Linked DNA regions of Mus musculus: region 2 is linked to region 1. Evidence: chromatin contacts called from public HiChIP or PLAC-seq data. All regions are on one chromosome and are shown on one strand. The core of a region is the stretch at or near the end of the contact, and the rest is flanking DNA. Distances in the headings are between cores, read along the strand shown. Region 1 has its middle 16 kb from the start of 1700017B05Rik. Region 2 has its middle 23 kb from the start of Stoml1.

Region 1 (6,712 bases), core at 2,357-4,856:
TGGCTACATAAAAGATTTAGGCTAGCCTGGGCTGTATATAAAAGTTTTACATAGGCCTGGACTACTTGAGACCCTATCTTTATGATGGAGTGTGTGTGAGAGGATGGGGTACAGGATCTGAAGGAGACTGACTTACTAGCTTGCTTGTCAGGCCTGGCCCTTGCCCGGGAATCCCCGTAGAGATGGGTGATTACTTAGCTCCCTCACTCTCCTCCACAGGAGAGGGAAGTGTACTGTAAATCATGTACTATCCAGCTAGTTCCATCACTTTCTGTGGGGACCCCAGGGTGATGCTGCTAGCCTAACCTGCCCACCTAGCCTCACCTACGCAGACTCTGGCTTCTGCAAAGCCTAAAGGGCATCCTGTGTCCTTCCTATCCCACCCTTGTCCCCAGTTCCCTGCCTTCTCTCCCTCCAAGCCCCCCTCTCCTCTCCCTGAGTGGCTCTCCAGTGCACAGGCACTTCTGTTTACCCATCCCCTCTTCCACTTGAGCGTCCAAACTCAGGCAGCTCTTGTACCAGCCCCAAGCTCAAGAACTTTGTCCAGTCTGCATTTATGCCCCAGTCACCCCTTGAGCCTCAGTTTCCTCTCCTGTAATATAAAAAATAAAAATACTTAGAGGTAGGGCTGGCAGAGAGATGGCTCAGAGGTTAAGAGGACACACTACGCATGAGGAGAACCCAAATTCAGTTCCCAGCACCCACATCCAGTGGCAACTCCAGTTCAAGGCCACCTGCACCCTGTGCACGTTCTCACACATACACATAATTCAAAATAGTAGGGGGCTGGAGAGATGGCTCAGTGCTTAAGAGCACTGGCTGCTCTTCTATAGCAGGTTCAATTCCCAGCGCCCACATGGCAGCTCACAACTGTCTGTGCCTCCACACCTCACACAGATATACATGTGGGCAAAAGACCAGTGTAGATGAAAGTTAAAAATCATTTAAAAATTTAAAAAAAAAAAAAAGAAGGGAAGAAAGAAAGAGAGAGAGAGAGAGAGAGAGAGAAAGAAAGAAAGAAAGAAAAGAGAGAAAGAAAGAAAGAAAGAAAGAAAGAAAGAAAGAAAGAAAGAAAGAAAGAAAAGTGTAACTCCGCACTTTTCAGGAGCTGGGGCTGAAAGTTCTAGGCCAGCCTAGGCTTGAGGCTTTTGATCCTGTCTCAAAAACTCATAGAGAAAAGGAAGGTAGAATTTAAGAAACAATAAACAAATGACCCTGAGTAGCAAAATCAAGTTCTGTGTGAAAAGTGCATGGCCTGGCCCTGTCATGGGCCCATCCCTGTGCCTCTGAAGTCTCAGGGACTACATATACAGGCTGAGACTGGCCACCCAGGAAGCATAGGTGTGGCTAGCCCTACCAAGTGGAAGTGGACTCCTGCTTGGAGTCAGGATGAGGCCTTGGGAGGCTGGAAGGGCCCTGACTCAGAGGGGCCTGGCACCACACATTGTATGGGACCCTAGTGCCTGCTGTTTGAGAGTGCAGGGCTTAGCTTTCAACAGACTCCACCAGGAACCTGTGCCAGCCCACAGAGCTCTTGGCATTGGGTCCCCACCAGGTGCCTGGTGTGGGTGCTGAGCATGCACTGCATCTCAGGGACTGGATGCCACTGTGGTTGGACACACTTGGGCATTGCCCAGACTGTGTCTGGCAGAAGCCCATGTTCTCCCAGTAACTCTGAGGTTGGCAGGATCTCAGCTGTTTCTGCAAATAGCCAACAATTTGCCCTGTACCAATGGCCCACAAACCCACTCTTCTCCACCTGGATTCCCCTGCCAGGCCCTTAGCCCCTTCATCACTGGTACTATAAACCTGTCTTGTACAAAGTTTCATGGGTAGAGAAGGATGTAGCTTAGCACACACCACCCTCTACTCCTCCTACTGTGGTTCATATATATGTATACACACACACACACACACACACACACACACACACACACACACATATATATATACACACACACACACACATACACACATACATACACACACACATACACACACACACACACACACACACACACACACACACACACACATATATATATTCCTTTATTCCGTTTATACTTTTTTTACATTTTTACTTATTCTATGCATATGTATATGTTGCCTGCATGTATATGTGTGCACCATGTGCAGGTCTTGTACCTGTGGAGTCTGGGACTGGAGTTACAGATGGTTGTGAGCTTCCAAGTGGTGCTGGGAATCAAACTGGGGCCCCTGGAAGAACAGCAAGTGCCCTTAACAGCTGAATAATCTCTTTATCCTCCAAATGTGTATATTGCATGTGTGTGTGTGTGCGTGTGCGTGTGTGTGCATTTTTTAAAAATACAGGTCTACTATGTAGCCCCAGATGGCCTGCCTCTGCTCCACACATTTTGAAATTACAAACATGTGCTGCTCCGCCTGGAAATCTCCTTCCTCTTTCTTTTTTTCTTTCTCTCTTTTTTCTCCTCTTCTTGACAGTCTCGAGTATCCTAAGCTGGCCTCCGACTCGCTATGTAGCCAAGGATGACTTTGAATTTTTTCTATTTGTATGTATGTATGTGTGTGTGGCAAGTGTGTATATATGCATGGTTTGCACATGTGTGATTATGTGCACGTCTATGCACTTGGATGTAGAAGCCCACCAAGGTGGATATTGGGAGCCAGCCTCCATAGCTCTTCCACTTTCTTTATTGTAACCCGGGTCTTCAGTGAAACCCAGAGCTTGTTGATATCACTGGTCTTGCTAACTACCTCACTCTAGGGGTCCCCTGTCTCCACCTTCTGGGGCTGCCATGGCCACCTGGCATTTTCATGGGTCAGGGAGGTCAGAACTCTGATCCTCACACTTGCAGAGGAAGCACTTTACCCACTGAGCTGTCTCCCCAGCTCAGCCTTTTTACCCCCTGAATCCTCAGTGCTGGGCTGGAAGGCACTAAGTGCTGCCCTCTCCTAAGCAAACAGTCTAACAGCTGAGTGTCATCCCCAGCGGCCTGCAAGCTCATTTCTTAGGCAGGATTTCCTTGCCTGCCCACATAGACCTATGGATAAAGAATGGCAGAAGTAACACTTGTTTTTAAAATGTTTCTTCTTCCCATGGGTTTAGACACTGCTACAAGTAACAATTGAAGGGAAGCTACTTATCTCGGCCATTTTGTTTTGCTACTAACAGAGTATCTAGAGTGGATCAATTGGGAAGAAAGGGTTTATCTTCACTCATGGTTCTGCCACAAGAAGGTGATGACCTTGTTTGGCAAGATCCAGAGGCAGCACAGGAGGGGGAAAGGAAGAGAGATGGGGGGCCCAGGGCAGAGGGAAAGAGGGGGAGGAGAGAGGGCAAGCTCAGCAAAACAGCTTTTATAGACCTTTTTGAGACAACCCAATGACCTATTTATCTAGTCATCCCAGGAATGGAGTCATACATCCATGAGGCTCTTAAAGATCCACCTCTTATTGTTCTGTAATGGAGAGGACATAGCTATGTGTGCCTTGGAGACAAAACACATTCAGCCTGCAGCCTTATCCTGTGTAAAGAAAGACCCACCATCTGCTTCCTGTCCTGCTGTGCCCCATACCAGCCACAGCTTGCTGACGTCTTCCTGGGTTCCTCTGTCCCCAGACAGTTCTCTGTTTTCCTGTGTGAAGGGCATGCTCTTTCGTTCTCACTTCTGGCAAGTCAGCCCACACCCTCCTACCTCAGCAGCCCAGGTGTCTCCATCTCAGCGTCCGCTTAGGTGACTTGCTAGTCTATGGGTGCCAGTCAATGCCACCTTCTACTGAGGCTCATTTTCAACAAGCTGCCCCCATGCTCTGTGCCCTGTGACTACCAGAACAGCCAGAGATACTGGATGTTGGTTGTTTCCCCGTCTTCTCTCATGAGTTTGGTCACTTTTGCACCTCATAAGTTTTCCGTGTGTTTAGGTTAATCTCTGACACCTTTTGATTATGAACACAAGTCCCGGTTGATCACGAGCTTGTTAGTAAGGGGACAGTTAAGGGAACGAAGCAATGTGGTTCCTCCAGCATTCCAAGAGCACAGGCGCTGATGCCAGAGGGCTCGGGTTTCAATCTGTTTTACCTGTCTAGCTGTGAGAACTTGCCCAAGTTCAACTGACCTCTCTGTGCTTCAGTTTTGATTCCTTTGTGGACGGCAGTTAGTAACACCTCGTGGGGTAGTTGTTGAACTGACACAAGCGAATTGAATTCACACTAGCACAGTGCCTGATACACGCCAAGCACACTAGGAGTCCGGGCTGTTTATTGTAAGCGAGTTTATATATGGGAGGAAGAAGGAATGCTAGATAGGGTTGTTTAAATAAGTGCAGCTCTGGCTAGCTTTTCAGGACCGTAAAGCTGTCACACATATCAGCTGCATGGGTTTAAACCCAGGTCAGACCAACCAGACCCATCTCTCTTAGAAGCCAGGTGTGAGCTGTGAATCAGAAATACCAGCCACAGAAACTGTTGCCTTATTTGTTTTTGCTAGAGACTGAGATAGATTGCTTTCTTAGACCTCAGCTTACATCTCTGGACGGTTATCAGAACATCTTTTAATCAAGCAGGGCCTGGGAAATAGATGGTGACAGAGAGGATAGAGCCAGGGAGCCCATTACTGCTCTGACAACCAGCAGTGCTGGCAGGGTTAGCCCGGCGTTGTGCTGCCATAGGAATCAGCCAGGAGGGGCTGGGCAGGGAGGCTTGAGTCTGTGTAGATAAAAGGCTCATTTGTAGACCTGGCCATGAAAATCATTCTCAAGGACCAGCCAGAGTTCCTGGCCATTGGCCACAAGGTCTTCAGAATCCTTGGCCTACATAGAGTTTCTTCTTTCAGCTTCTCGCAGAGCTTTATCAGGCTCCACAGTCCTGCCCAGCCTTCTATTGTCCTGACTGCCCTGTGAGGAAGGGAGGCCAGACAGCAGGTGGCCAAGAGCGGGGCTTAACAGCAACCTGTGGATCAGCACCCAGCCTCTCCCTCCTTCACCTGCTGCCACCTAAGCCGCTCAGAACAGGACACAGGGCACTCAGTTAATACAGACATGCTAACGCTCCTTGGCAAACTCAAGCCCAGAGATACAAGGTCACTTGACATTCAGCAGTTCTAGCCAATAAAAACATAACATGAACCCATATGTTAGTTGAGATTTTCTAGTAGAGACTAAGAGCTTTTCTTTTAAAATGGGAAACTAGCCTCAATAATATACCTAGCCCAATTTACTAAAAAATTATTATTTCAACACTTACCAAAGTGTTACTGTTTCAATTTATAAAATATCAAAATAATTAGGGAGACATTTTACATTATTTTTCCCATCATAAATTACATAGCTAACTCACATAGCAGTGTGTAGCACCTACTGTGGGAGAGGGAACCACTCTCCCTCTCCTTCTGTGTACTTTAAGACCTGCAAGTTTGGGGCTGGAAAGATGGCTCAGCAATAAAGAGCACTGACTCCTCTTCCAGAGGTTCTGAGTTCAATTCCCAGCAACCACATGGTGGCTTGCAACCATCTGTAATGAGATCTGATGCCCTCTTCTGGTATGTCTGAAGAGAGTGACAGTGTACTCATATACATAAAATAAATAAAATCTTAAAAAAAAAAAGACCTGCAAGTTCAGTAGGCAAAGCAGATTAACAGGGAAATATGTCCTTAAGCACACAGCAACCAACAAAGGGAATCATTATGTTGTCTTGATCATTTCATGTATAACTCAGGCTGGCCTCAAACCCATGACAATCCTCTGCCTCAGATTCCGAGTGCTTGGATACAGGTGTGTGCGTCACTTATCTGCTTGAAGCTAACTTTAGCTGTTTAAAATTAAGGGCTTCTAATAAAGGGTTGTATATTTGACGTAGTAAAGGGGTGGGGGTGGGGCGAGAAATGGGCAACCAATAGGTAAACCACTTTTCCTTAGGATAAACAAATGAGAATGCAAGGGCAGATATCTGATAAGAGAGTTCATGACTACCTTAGATTAATATAAAGGAAGTACTGATCGTGCGGTTTTTGTTGTTTTGGGAGAGAGGGGGCATCAACTGAATCTCAGCCATCTTCAGCATAATACAATTTATATGGACTTTAAGGTCCAGAGTGGGTCCCAGCACCTTCTGAGTGCTCGGCAGTCATACTTGGATACTGGCTAGACGCTCATTGGACCGCCCAGGGGCAGACCCAGCAAGTGTCCCTTGAGGTAATAGGTCATGCCTTGTTCAGCAGCCTTCGGGTGCCCACCATCTTCTCAGCAGCTTGCTCCCGCAGAGAAGCTGATAGTGTGGATGGGAAAGCTCTGTCCAGGGTGTGCAACCCAATACCTTTCCAACTCAACCAATTGTCACAAAACAGCTAGAGGGTTGACGCCCAGAGCAAGTGAGAACAGGTGGATGCTAAGACTCAAAGCTGTGCTTCCTATGTGGTGGCTGAGCTCTACACTCCAAGGAGACTTAAAAAGGGGTGCAGCGGCTGGGTACGTCCTAGGACACTTGGTTTTACAAGCACCCCCTCTAAACTGCTCTGTAGACAGCACAAAGCTGGCCTCTGGTCACTGGTCACAGCCCATCTCAGCCCTCGCCCTGGCTGCTTCCCCCATACTTCAGGCGGGAGACCCAGAAGCCTATCATTGCCACCTAGTCTCACAGATGGGGAAACTGAGGTACAGTCCTTGTACACTCCGGTCTTGGGTCTAAACCTATGTTTCAACAAAGCCCTGAAAGCCTCAAGAGAAAAATTTGCAA
Region 2 (6,712 bases), core at 1,417-3,916, 1.0 Mb after region 1:
ACACAGTTTTTTTGGTTATGATTAGCAAAATAGTCCCAGTTGCCCTTTATAGCCAGCCACTAGCAAGCAGGAGTTCTTTTATTCCAAACTTACTTATTGACATTCCATTTACTTACTTTATTTATTCACCGTGTGTGTGCACGTGCATATGCCACACTGTGCATGTAAAGGCTGGAAGACAACTTGTGGAAGTCTGTCCTCTCCTACTATGTGGGGTCGGGGGTCAAACTCTGATCCTCATTCTTGGCAGCAATCTCCTTTACCTACTGAGCCTGCTCCCCAGCCTCTTCATCACTAATGCTAACTCTCAGATCACACATTAACGCTTCGCAGAATAGTATGCAAATGCGCAGTTTTCAGAATGGCTAAGAACGGGCTGGAAAGGCTGTAGAGTTCAGTTCAGAGAGGTTGTGCAAAGAGCTGATACAGGAAGCTGGAGAAAGCGCTCAGCAGTTGGGACTGCACACACAACCCTTTCGTACGGCAAGAAGCATCTGCCTATATATGGCCTCTGTTCCCAGATGCTGGGACAGAGCTCTTCAAAGCCAGGGGTGTCTTTGCTTATTTATAAGAAAGAAGCCCTTTTCACACTGGAGTTTAACTTAATAAAGTGGCTATTTAAAGGAGCAGGATGCTCACCAGGAAGAAGTGGGGTTTGTTTTTTTTGTTTTGTTTTGTTTTGTTTTCAAAACAGGGTTTCTCTGTATTGCCTGGCTGTCCTGGACCTCACTCTGTAGACCAGGCTGGCCTCACTCAGAAATCCGATTGCCTCTGCCTCCCAAGTGCTGGGATTAGAGGTGTGCGCCACCACACCCGGCTTGGAAGAAGTGTTTTAAATTAGGACTTTCCCTGTGACGTCTAGGGAAGGGAGAGGGACAGGGATGAGTTCACTTGCCAGTGACAAATGTTTTATGGGGCCATGCAAACAGTATAGAACTCTCTCTCTAAAAACAAACCAACAAAGAAAACCTCTAAATAATGAGGTCTGGAGAACTTCCAGGCCAGTAGATTCATGGTGATGTTGGGAGGGGTTGTGCCTTGAACAGGTGTGCTAGTTAGTTTTATGTCAACTTGATAGAAGCTAGAGTCATCTGAGAGGAGACAACCTTAGTGAGCAATCCCTTCTATAAGATCAGGCTTTAGGCAAGCCTGTAGGGCATTTCTTAATTGATGATTGATGTGGGAGGGCCCAGCCCATTGTGGACAGGGCCACCCCTAGGCTGCTGGTCGTGGATGCTCTGAGTCTGAGCAAGTCACTAAGCAGCACTCCTCCATGGCCTCCTACGCTGCTAGAGTTCCTGCCCTCGCCTTTTTCAGTAACAAACAGTGATGTGGATGTGGAAGTGTAAGAGTAAGCAGAGTAAACCCTTTCCTTCCCATGCTGCTTTTGGTCAAGATGATTATCACAGCCATAGAAACAAACCCCCAGGACAATTGAGGGAGGAGGCAAGGAAGCCCTCCCTCTGTGTGTGCCTCCCATTTGGCTGTTCAAAGTCACATCTTTTACACAAACCAGTAAGCTGTAAAGAACATGTTTTGTTTTCTGTGAACTAGCAAATCATCAAGTCTGAGAAGCCGGATTGTCTTAGGTTAAGGAGAAATGCCGGAACTGATATTTGACCCTGGTTGGTGGGGCCAAGCCCTTAAGACCTTGAAGCTGAGCCGGGTGGTGGTGGCGCACGCCTTTAATCCCAGCACTTGGGAGGCAGAGACAGGTGATTTCTGAGTTCGAGGCCAGCCTGGTCTACAGAGGGAGTTCCCGGACAGCCAGGGCTACACAGAGAAATCTTGTCTCAAAAAACAAAAACAAAACAAAAGGCCTTGAAGCTGAAAGCCTTCTCCAGGTAGTTATCATTAGAATGGAACTGAGCTTCAGGGTGAGCTGTCCAAGAATCAGAAGATCGCTTGTTGGAAGTGAGAGTGTTCATTTGGCCTGTGCAGTCATTTCTAATGCCTAGCCCGGAGCTGCAAAGACACCTTCACAGCTCCCTCAGGCTGCCCCTTTAAGGTGACCACAGTCTCTCTCCTACTCCTAGTCCCTGAGAACAACTCACCCTCGTCAGTGAATCAGTTCTTTCACCCCACTGGTATATAAATAGATTCCTGTCCATAGTGTTCTTTGATACAATTTCACTCAGCATTTTCTCAGGAGGCCCACCCACCAAAGCTGAGTTCATTCTTCATTGTTGAGTAGCAAGCAGTCTTGGATGTGAACGAACCAGTGTGCTTACCTACTTACATTTGGGAAAATATCCAAGTATTTTATTTATTGGGGGCTATTACAAATAAAGCTGCTGTGAACATTGTGTCCAGGTCCTACTGGGGAAATAAATGTCATTTTCTCTGGGATAAATGTGAGACACTGGAACTGCTGGGCCTTCTGGTAAATCCGTTTTTAGTTTTAAAAAGAACCGGTTGTTTTGAAACTTGAGTCAAATGGAAGTATGACTAGAAAGAGGAGAGGGGGCGTGACTAAGGACTGTCACGCACTGGAACAGTGCAGTGCATGGGGGGATGGGGGGGGTGGTGGCAGCCAGCCACTCCAGAGGAAGCAAGTGTGACTCAAGCTGCTGAGAAGTGAAAAAAATCCTCAAGACACTGTTAGCTAGGGACATTGCCTCAGAGGGTATCAGGAGTCAGGCAGAGGACATGCGTGTGGGTGGAAAACCCTTTGATTATTTGCATATGTGAAAAGTCATTCTGAGTCTGTTGAGAGCCACAGGAGAGCTGTCAGTTACATCGTAACAGGAAGGTTACTTTGTAGCAGGAAGAGGCAGGATTTACTAAAGCGGTCAGAGTTGAGGTCAGAGGCAAGTTAGAAACGGAATTCCAGTGGCAAGCTCTTCCTGAGAAAGACAAGACCAGCTGTTCTCCTGGGCAGAAAATGTGGGGGTGAAGCAAGACTGTGCCCTTCCTGGCTATGCAGGAGAAAGGCTGGGAGACAGGGAGCACCACTTGGCAGGAGCACACATACCCTGCAGCTCCTGCCTGCTTGTGCATCGGAAGCACACTGGTTCCCTAGAATAGCTGCCAAAACTGTGTGTTACCTGGCCCCAGGGCTGCTGCAGACGAGGCAGGAACCAAGACTCTGCTCTCCAGGCAAAGAAGAAAATTTTGACACCTTTGCCCTGTAGGTGAGACAGGAACTCTGTCTCAGGCACAGAAACACTGTTGGGAATCCCACCTTCTAAGACCAAAAACATAGGCTCTTAGGAAGCTGGGCCGGAAGAAGCCAGCAGCACCCAGAAGCACCCTACTGGCTCCAAACACAGTGACCCACATCCACACCCAGCTTCTACAAGGCTTGCACAAGTGAGTAACTGTAACCACACTTACCACTAGTGGGAGAGCAAGAGGAGAATGTGGCACAAATTAACCTCAGACTTGGGGCAGAAGGGTTGGAAGTTTGAAGTCAGTTTGGGTTGTTTTGAAAGATAAAGTTGCCGGGTGTGGTGGCACACGCCTTTAATCCCAGCACTCGGGAGGCAGAGGCAGGCGGATTTCTGAGTTCGAGGCCAGCCTGGTCTACAAAGTGAATTCCAGGACAGCCAGGACTATACAGAGAAACCCTGTCTCAAAAAAACAAAAACAAAAACAAAACAAAACAAAAAGAAGAAAGAAAGCTAAAGTTATATAAACAAGAGCCAAAGGGAAAGCAGTCCAAAGGCAGTGAGAAGTAGACTTTGGAGTGACCTGGAGGGCAGAAGTTCAAGGGGTGAGCTCGTCAAAGGAGACAACAGTTCCCAAGGTATGTGCACGGGAGAACAGTGTCTCAGGAAACAGACAGTTAAAACCATGGAGCTGAGAGACAGAAGGGAGAGTCCCCTCTCCGCACAGTAAAAAGCAAGTGCGCAAAATTGGAGTGGTTATGGGTCATTGGGTAACTTGAAGAGCACTAACCAATTTAATCTGATGATAATTTATCCGTGAGACTTTCCACCCAACAACAGCAAAACCCACATTCTTTCCAAGTGAATTGTAGTCTTCACTCAGACCACATTCTGAGCCATAAATCAAACCTTGGTGAATTAAAAATAATTGGAATCATTTGAAATATATTCTATCATGATAACTAAGCTATAAATCAGTCACAGAAAAATATCTGGGAAGCTCCCAAGGATTTGGAAATCAAACAACAGGCCTCTAAAATAACTTATGGTTCTAAGAAGAAATTAGGAGAGAATATTAGAAATATTTTAATTAAGTGAGAATAATAATACAATTTGTCAAAATGTGCAGAGCACAATTTAAAGCCATGTTTAAGAAAAATATTTTCAAAATAGAGAACATGGGATGCTGGAGAGATGACCTTGGTGTGGTTCTCAGCATCCACATGGCAGCTCCCAACCATCTTTGATTATAGTTCTAGAGAATCTGATACCCTCTTCCAGCCTTCTCTGGCACTGCACACACACAGTGCATAGACATTACATTCAGGCAAGAAATCCATACACTTAAATATATAAAGAAAAGGAAATATCTGTGATTTTGTTTAAATAAGTATTTCTTTGATAGGACAACACAAAAACAAAATCCCACAGTATATAGCAGAAAAAAATAATCTGATACAATGCTTCTCACTAAAATTAAAACCATTGCTCTTTAAGAATTATAGTCAGGGGCTGGAAAGATGGCTCAGTGGTTAAGAGCACTGACTGCTCTTCTGGAGGTCCTGAGTTCAAAAATCTCAGCAACCTGTCTGGCATGGTGGCGCACGCCTTTAACCAACCACCACCACCACCACCACCAACAACAACAACAAAAAAAACAAAAACAACAACAACAAAATCCCAGCAACCATCTATAATGAGATCTGATGCCTTCTTCTGGTGTGTCTGAAGACAGCTACAGTGTACTTATGTATAATAAATAAATACTTTTAAAAAAAAAAAAAGAATTATAGTCAGGAAGTGGTAGCACACTCCTTTAGTTCCAGTACTCAGGAGATAGAAGCAAGTGGATCTCTGAGAGTTTGAGGCCAACCTGGTCTTCAGTTCAATTTTTGGGACAGTCAGAGCTACACACACACACACACACACACACACACACACACACTCATTCACAAAGAGTAAAATACAAAAAAAAAAAAAAAGCAAGTCACAGACTGACAGACTGGGATACTCACACAATGCATAACAAATAAGCACAATAATGTACTAATAAGTCAATTAAAATAGGAACTTTTGAACAGAGACTTCATTGGAGAAGAGTGTGGATGTCCCATAAGAACATAAATAGGCCAGGCGTGGTGGCACACACCTTTAATCCCAGCACTTGGGAGGCAGAGGCAGGCGGATTTCTGAGTTCGAGGCCAGACTGGTCTGTAGAGTGAGTTCCAGGACAGCCAGGGCTACACAGAGAAACCCTGTCTCAAAAAACAAAACAAAACAAAACAAAACAAAACAAAACAAAAAAGAACATAAACAGAAACCTAATAATTTTAGTCAGTAGGGGAGTAAACAGTGAGATACTGCTCCCTAGCTACCTGAACAGCTTTACAAAGATGAACCTGTGTGCTGGAAAGTGGTGGGACAATAGTCTCTGGGGAAAGTTCAGTAGTTCTTTTTTTTTTTTTTTTTCTTTGAGACAGGGTTTCTCTGTGTAGCCTTGGCTGTCCTGGAACCTACTCTGTAGACCAGACTGGCCTCGAACTCAGAAATCCACCTGCCTCTGCCTCCCAAGTGCTGGGATTAAAGGCGTGCGCCACCACTGCCTGGCCAAGTTCAGTAGTTCTAAGACAGTGAAATCTACCCTCATCGTGTGCCTCAGTGACCTCATTCCTAACTTAACAAGAAAAAGTAGAAACAGGTATGTACAGCACAGAAGCTCATGTGAGAATACTGAGAGCACTTTTCCCCACAATGGCCCAAATCTAGGGAGAAAAAAAACAAAAACAAGCAAACATGAATCTACTGGTAAATGGATGAACAGTTGTGGTTAGTTTATGAAAATTGTGGTACATCTATGAATATGGAATATGAGGAAACAAGGGCAAGAAAGTCCTGGGGCTGAGACAACAGCTCAGCATGGGGAAAGTCGTGTGGTCCATCCCAGTATGGCAAGAAAACCATGTAACAAAATACTGATCACACAATGGACGTGAGTGAGTCTCATAAGCATTACACCCAGAAGGAATATGGTTTTGCTTTGTGATAATTACATAATACAACAAATATAGAAAATTGAATGGGTGCTAAGCCTGGTGGGGACAAAGTGACATGGTTCCTAGCCCTGGGACAGGGCCCTGGTGTGAGCCTCCACCAAGTGTCAATGGCTGCTGTGGGTGTAAAGCACTTGTCTGGAAGTCAAGAGTGTGGCTATATGGGGGCGGGGGGAAGGGCATGGGGGAACTTTTGGGATAGCATTTGAAATGTAAATGAAGAAAATACCTAATCAAAAAAAAAAAAAGTTTGGCTATGACTCAGCAAAATGGTAAACACTGGGACCTTCAAACAGCCCTTAAGGCTATGGGAAAGAGCTTTAAATACATTTTGAAAATGTATAATTTCTCAACTATGCAAAAATATAAAGATGCAATATGAATTATGAGGGGCTTCATGAATCTAAAGGAACAGAGGTAGCTACGATGAGCCAGCTGGTCAGGAAGATACAAAGACAGGCAGATGGAAATGCAGGCAGATTCCTGGGTTCAAGGTCAGCCTGGGACTTAGAAAGTGCAGGCCTGGGTGCAGGGAAAATGGTAATTTCAGGG

What was found. HiChIP or PLAC-seq counts read pairs in DNA pulled down with a chosen protein or histone mark.
Region 2: an H3K27ac HiChIP or PLAC-seq map of large pre-B cells shows a contact between it and region 1, with 2.8 times the contacts expected there. The contact joins two enhancer-like sites. A contact is called at or near these places in 1 of 484 Hi-C or Micro-C datasets (B cells) and 1 of 115 datasets of contacts at active chromatin or transcription factors (large pre-B cells).

What each region holds. Positions count from the first base shown.
Region 1 is chr9:57,274,910-57,281,621 of GRCm38.p6, forward strand. No RefSeq gene overlaps it. Among named protein-coding and RNA genes, the nearest start is that of 1700017B05Rik, 16 kb to the left of the region's middle. Within about 2 kb of position 3,607, at least 128 of the 459 cell types and tissues checked have an H3K27ac peak or open chromatin away from gene starts, as enhancers often do. A contact at or near this core is called in B cells, where this site is marked.
Region 2 is chr9:58,272,720-58,279,431 of GRCm38.p6, forward strand. No RefSeq gene overlaps it. Among named protein-coding and RNA genes, the nearest start is that of Stoml1, 23 kb to the left of the region's middle. Within about 2 kb of position 2,667, at least 285 of the 459 cell types and tissues checked have an H3K27ac peak or open chromatin away from gene starts, as enhancers often do. A contact at or near this core is called in B cells, where this site is marked.